Linked DNA regions of Mus musculus: region 2 is linked to region 1. The links are chromatin contacts, called in public Hi-C maps. All regions are on one chromosome and are shown on one strand. Each heading gives the region's core, a stretch centred on a gene start, on an enhancer-like site or on the middle of the called end of the contact. The rest is flanking DNA. Distances are from core to core; before and after follow the strand shown.

The links. Hi-C and Micro-C count contacts between places; a contact is called where the count stands out from the background.
Region 2: a Hi-C map of the N1E-115 cell line shows a contact between it and region 1, with 2.4 times the contacts expected there. The contact joins two enhancer-like sites. A contact is called at or near these places in 1 of 484 Hi-C or Micro-C datasets (the N1E-115 cell line), 1 of 115 datasets of contacts at active chromatin or transcription factors (pancreatic cancer cells) and 1 of 9 other capture datasets (adipose tissue).

The regions. Positions count from the first base shown.
Region 1 is chr15:85,597,611-85,600,590 of GRCm38.p6, reverse strand. No RefSeq gene overlaps it. Among named protein-coding and RNA genes, the nearest start is that of Wnt7b, 17 kb to the right of the region's middle. Within about 2 kb of position 1,505, at least 139 of the 459 cell types and tissues checked have an H3K27ac peak or open chromatin away from gene starts, as enhancers often do. A contact at or near this core is called in the N1E-115 cell line and pancreatic cancer cells, where this site is marked.
Region 2 is chr15:85,934,190-85,937,169 of GRCm38.p6, reverse strand. The region is part of intron 9 of Celsr1 (cadherin, EGF LAG seven-pass G-type receptor 1); the gene reads left to right. Among named protein-coding and RNA genes, the nearest start is that of Trmu, 56 kb to the right of the region's middle. Within about 2 kb of position 1,374, at least 73 of the 459 cell types and tissues checked have an H3K27ac peak or open chromatin away from gene starts, as enhancers often do. A contact at or near this core is called in the N1E-115 cell line and pancreatic cancer cells, where this site is marked.

The DNA.
Region 1 (2,980 bases), core at 256-2,755:
CCCCCCCAGCCCCACAGGAAGACAGAGCACAGAAGAGGAGCCACTGTGTCCCCGAGTGAACCCACTGCCCAGGCACTGGGATTTAGAACTTCAGATTCCAGGGGGAGGAGCCTCTCGGGTGACTCAAACTGATTCCTCCAGCCTTGAACCCGTTGGGACTCTGGAGCACTGCCTTGTGGGAGGGGGGTGGAAGAAAGTAAGAGGGGGTCAGAGAATCTTGGCTTGGACTTTCTTTTCTTTTGGTAGCCTTGGCCTCAGACTGGGCAAGCCTTCCCTACCATGGTGCCCTTGCATGGCTGTGTCCTTGGCACTGTAGATCTGTTGAGATTGTGCCACCCAGGTCTACTCCAGGGTCCACACTCTTCTCTACCCGCCCTCCTGCCCTTCCTGACAGCGTCCCTTCCGGTCAGGCGTTCCTGTTCAGATGCTGTCTGTCCTTCCTACAGGCCCCGCCCCTCTCCTGTCTCCTCCCACCTCTCCTGAGCCCACATCCCTCATCTCATAGCCGCAGTGCTTGCCTGTTTGTCTCCCCGTCCCTCATAAATACCCCGGAAGGACAGACCCTACCCTTCCTAGGTCTTAGCATAAAACCCATGCACTTAGTAGGTCCTCACAGAGGACTGACAGATTGCTGAATAAGTTGTTTCCTGAGTGTGCTGGCTCCTCCCTGCCAGGCCTGCCCTCCCCAGTGGGGGCCCATCTCTGCCTCCCCCCTCCTCTGGCTGGCTGCAGGGTCTTCCCTCAAACCCTGACAATGAACTCAAGGAAAGAATGCAGTCCACTTGCCCAGCCTTACAGAGGGGTGGAGCCTAGTGACTGACGGACCGCTTGCCACGCACATGGATGTTATAATAGCAACAGCGATGGCCCAACAGTAGTAATAAAACGTCACAGAAAGAAAAGAAGCTAGCAGGGGAGAGGAAGGAGGGTGACCCTCACAGGACACTACAAGGCTGTGGAATGGCCACACAGGTAACCCCCTCGGAAAGGTCAGCATGGCAGAGCACGACTATCTTACCTGCAAACCCACTTCCAGACCTGAGTCTTGGAGGATTGACAGTAAGGCCTGGATTAGATTCATGAGTACCCAGGCTCACAGCAGCCAAAGGGACCTGGGTGAGCCAAGTGTCTGGAGACAATTATATGGATCGCCAGTTCCTTGGTGGCCACCTGGGGGCTGGGTTGGCCACTGATGTTCCCATTCCAGCACCCTGAACCTCAGGGGGTGACGTCACAGCGTACAGACCCCTTGGTCCCCAGGGCTGTAGCTTCAAATACGCACCCTATCACTGTTCACGGTGATTCATCCCCGTTTCTGATATCTTTACAAGCCAGCACCAATCTGGTCCCCATGAGTCATCCCTAGAGCCTTCAGGAAAGCACGATGCCACAGAGGCAAAAGCCACACAGCCTTTGGCCTGGCAGCCAGGCCCCTCGAGAGTCCAAAATCTGCCCCTTCCCCTCTGTATCAGGAGTGTGGTCCAGCTTCATGGTTAGGACCCAGTGTGCCCATTCCCGGCTACAGAGCGCCCTCTGGTGGAGCTACTGGGAGTTGTCAGGCCATAGAGAAGGAATCCAGAACTGGGCAAATTCCTGAAGGTCAAGGACATTTGGAGGACCACAGGGTGGGGACTGACTGGCCAGGAGCTGGAGCTGCCTGAGATCACCAACTGTCCCCATGACTTCCATGGAAAATGGGTCCAAGCTGTGGCTCTTTCCCAGGGACTATGATATGGTGAGGACAGTTTGCAAACTGGACTCCACAGAAGACATTGCCAACCATCTCATTCTCAAAAGCCCTGCGACTATCTTCCTTATCACCGCCACCATCATCATCATCACCACCACCATCATCATCACCACTATCATCGTCATCACCATCACTGCCTGTGCTGGATAGTTTTATGTCAACTTGACCCAAGCTGGAGTCACCAGAGAGGAGGGAACCTCAATTGAGAAAATGTCTCTGTAAAGGGCTACAGGCAAACCTATGGGGGCATTTTCATACTTAGTGATTGATTCATTGGGGGTGGGGCTGGTCCTGGATTCTATAGGAAAGGAGGCCGAGCAAGCCACGGGGAGCTGTAAGCCAGGAAGCAGAGGATGTCACACTTCATTCCTTTGCTCTGGCCTTCCTATACTGTCTTAGACAAAAGTTCTTTATAAAATTACCTCATAGATCAAATATCACACAAAAGGGGAGTTACAGAAGGATGTTGATAGTAAGTTCAAAGCAGCGCTTCACTCTGTAAGCTCATTATAAGTTCAAAGCAGCAGTTTCACATAGCCTGGCTTTATCATAGTGCGCACTTGTGGCCTCATCCTTGGACAATCTGACGCAGACCCATATCCCACACCTGGGATTAAAACAAAAACATAATCACATTACACAAGTGGGTTTTTAAAGAAGCCCAAATTCTCGCTATGTAGGTCCTCTGTGTTGGCCAAGCTCACCTTTGTCCCTCGAAGCCAGACTTCTCTCACCGGACCTGCCTGGCTCACTCTTGGAGCTCGGCACTGAGAAGTGAGAACCCCATCTCTAGCCATGTGCATCTCCTCAGGCTCTCAGGGACCAGCTGTTGTCAGTTTCCATGGCATCTCCAAAGGACAATGGCTTCTGGCCACAGCCAGCCTGGCTGTTGAAAAGCCAGAAGCGTGTCCATACTCTCCCCTGAAGAGGAGAGTGGCACCTCTGAGAGTTCCTTCCCCAGCCTCCTCCAGGAGCCAGAGGCACAGTGGGCAGTGTGGGCTTCAGGAGTCTGCGTCCATTTCTCCTGATTATAAAACATCCACCAGGAAAGGCCCTAAAGATGGCTGCTTCCGTCAGACAAATCTGGTCAACAGATTTATTGCTTCATGAACTACAGAGATAGTTTTGTGGTTAAGAACATTGGCTGCTCTTCCAGAGGACGTGGGTTCAATTCCCAACTTCCATATGGCTCTTCACAATTGTCTGCAACTCCAGTCCCTAGAGATCAAT
Region 2 (2,980 bases), core at 125-2,624, 340 kb before region 1:
GTGGTTTTAATGCACCGCATTCACACGTTCGCATATCTCTTACATGACAGATGGTTTCTGCTAGGTCGTTGGAGCCAGAGGTAGCAAGGGATGCTACTCCTTTGTGGGGATCACCCAGGGCTGTCTCACTGAGCTACCCTCACTTTCCAGCCCTCCACTGTCTGTACAGTAGAGAGAGCCCTTATCCAAGGCTCCGAGGTTCCGAGGTTCCGGATGAGCCCTCTGTCTGGGAATCCGTACTTGACCAGGAGGTCCCACTGAGCCCCCAACTCTGCCCTTGTATCTCTGACATTGGCACTGACCAGACAGATTTTCTTGTATAAACCATGGCCCATAATTCCTGGGCAGGGTCAGAATTCTCCAGTTTTGGCTTTCCTTGGAGTTAACACTCGCAGTAGTCAGGAGGCCCAGAGGTCACTGTCAATGGTCACTTAGAGGAATCATGCCCTAGCAAGGATTTGGGCTCAAATCTGGAGGAACTAGTAACTAAGTATGTCTTTCTTTCTTTCAGGCTTTTCCAAAGATTGTATATGTAAGCACATGCATGTGTGCCTATGTCTCTCTGTGTGCTCGTGTCTGCCTACGTATGTGAATGTGTCTGAGCATGTGTGCGCGTGCATCTGTGTGTATAACTGGGCATGTCTTTATGCACGTGTCTGTGTTTGCATGTGTTCGTGACCGTGTATTTATGTTTGTGTGCACGTTTGTGTATATGTCTGTGAGTGCATGCGTGCCCATATGTGTATGTATGTTTGTGTTTGTGTGCTCATGTGTATGTATGTTTATGCATGAGTGCATGCATCTCTCTGTGTGTCCGTATGTATGTGAGTGCATGTAACAAGCCCTGGTGCCCGTAGACTTCCTTCCCCATAGGTCATCCTCTGTCTCCTTCTCCCTCCTCCCCTTCAGCACAGCCTCTACTGGATATCTGTCTCTTCCCTTCCCGAGGAATGAGGTCTGACCCAAGCTTTAAGGGTAGTGGCTCCTGGAATTCCCATGGCCCCTGCTGTCCCCATGTCCTCATAAAGCCATAGCTTGTTTCTTCTACTTCCTGGGCCCTGGATTCTTGTTCTTCATCCCAGTCAGGCAGCTGGAGTGGAGTCGGAGATAGTCAGAGGAGAGGTGGACCCTAAGGAGTGTCTGTACCAAGCTCCCATTTCACGTGAGGCAAATTGAAGCTAGAGGCTCGTGTAACCTAGGCCCCATGGATCCTGAGTCAGCCAGAGAACCCCTCAGCAGAGCTCAGAGAGTGGGAGGAGTCAGGGATGCCCAGAGCCCTCCCTTCTTCCAGCTCGCTGCCAGAGGTCACAGGGCCCTTGGATAGATTTGTTTGCATTGGCTGGAGGGTGGGGCCATCAGCCCAGACAGAAGCCAGCCTCTAGCCTGTGCCTGCCCACTTACCTGAGGTCACAGCCCCAGAGGTTGGGGGTTGTTGGTGTGCATGGCAAATTCTTTCCTCATTAGCTGTAATTTCACAAGGTTCCCGGCTGGCCAGAAGCTCACTTTGGCCTGAACTTGGAAGCACCGCCCTGCCTGGGGATGCTATTTCTCTGTGGGTGTTGCTCTGTCGGAACATATTAAATTGGCCGTTTTCATTCAGGTGATGACGGGCGCCTACAAGCTGTCATTAGTGTACCTGGAGGGAAAAAGGCTCTGTTCAGCAAGGTTAGCCCTGACTAACTCTGGTAGCCACAGAATTAAAGACTGGATACACCAAGGAGGGCTTTAAGGGGTCCTGTAGACCTCATGAGCAACCCAAGGGGCCACCTTGTTATGGTTCGCAGAGGCTGCTCTAACAGGAATTGGGGGTGGGGGTAGGGTTTGTGTGACATGTTCAGCTTGTGGTGTCCTGACTGCCAAGAGAGTGCTGTGATGCAGCAGTTTGAATGTCCCCATCCCGTGTCAGGCCAAAGCCTGGACAAGTTAGCTAATTGCTGTCAGGCAGCCCAGATCCAGCTATATCATCGAGCAGAATAACCATACTGTTGTTGACATCTGTCTTGAATCGAGTAGAAGTACACGATGGGTGGCTGCTCCTGTCCCTGTCCTGGGGTTTATTCACAGCCTCTCCTTTTGTTGCAGACACATGCCATTTTCAACTTCCTTGTTGATCTCTTTTTTTTGAGGGGTTTGCCAGCAAGGCCAGTGAGAGAGAATAGCCCAGGAAACTTGTGTGAGGCAAAGGAAGCAATATGTAAAATGGTGAAAATTACCTTCCAAAATCAGCTAGTGGCGGAGACCAAAGTCAAGATGCATCGGTATTGACATTAGTCCTTTCTGTCAGGGTTTCTCCTGAGGCCTGTGGAGTACCTTGAGTTAACCAGCATGAGACACTTTGTATTGAAACCTTTGATATTGTTTCTAATGGTTAGAGGCCACACAACTTGGGCCCCCTGAGTTTAAGCCCTTGGAAATGTGTCGAGACTTGCTTTAAAGCCTGGATCCAACCAGCCTTCGTCAATATTCTGTGTGGACTTGAAAAGAATGTGTTCTCTGCTGTCGTTAAGCAAGGAGAGCCACATGTGTTGAGACCGTGGCACTGATTGTGGTGACACAGGCCCAGACCGTGTCAGGGGCTGGTGGTGTAGCTCAGTGGGTAGATTGCCTGCCTTGTGCATACAAGGCCCTGGGCTACACACTAAACATTGCATAAATCAGGTGGAATGTAATCCCAGATTTTAGGAAGTAGAAACTGAAGGATTTGAAACTCAAGGCCACCCTGGGCTTACTTAGGAAGTTGGAAGCCAGTCTGGGCTGTGTAGACCCTGTCTCAAAAACAAACACACACACACACACACACACACACACACACACACACACACACACACACAAACAAACCAAAACAAACCAGAAAACCAAAAAACCAAAAGCCTCTAAAAACCCTATGCCATTGTCATATTTGCTGTTTGCCATGGTGGCAATTTGATTCTGAACTTCGACAATCAGCTTCCTTTCTTTTCTGGCTAACTGGCTATGGTCA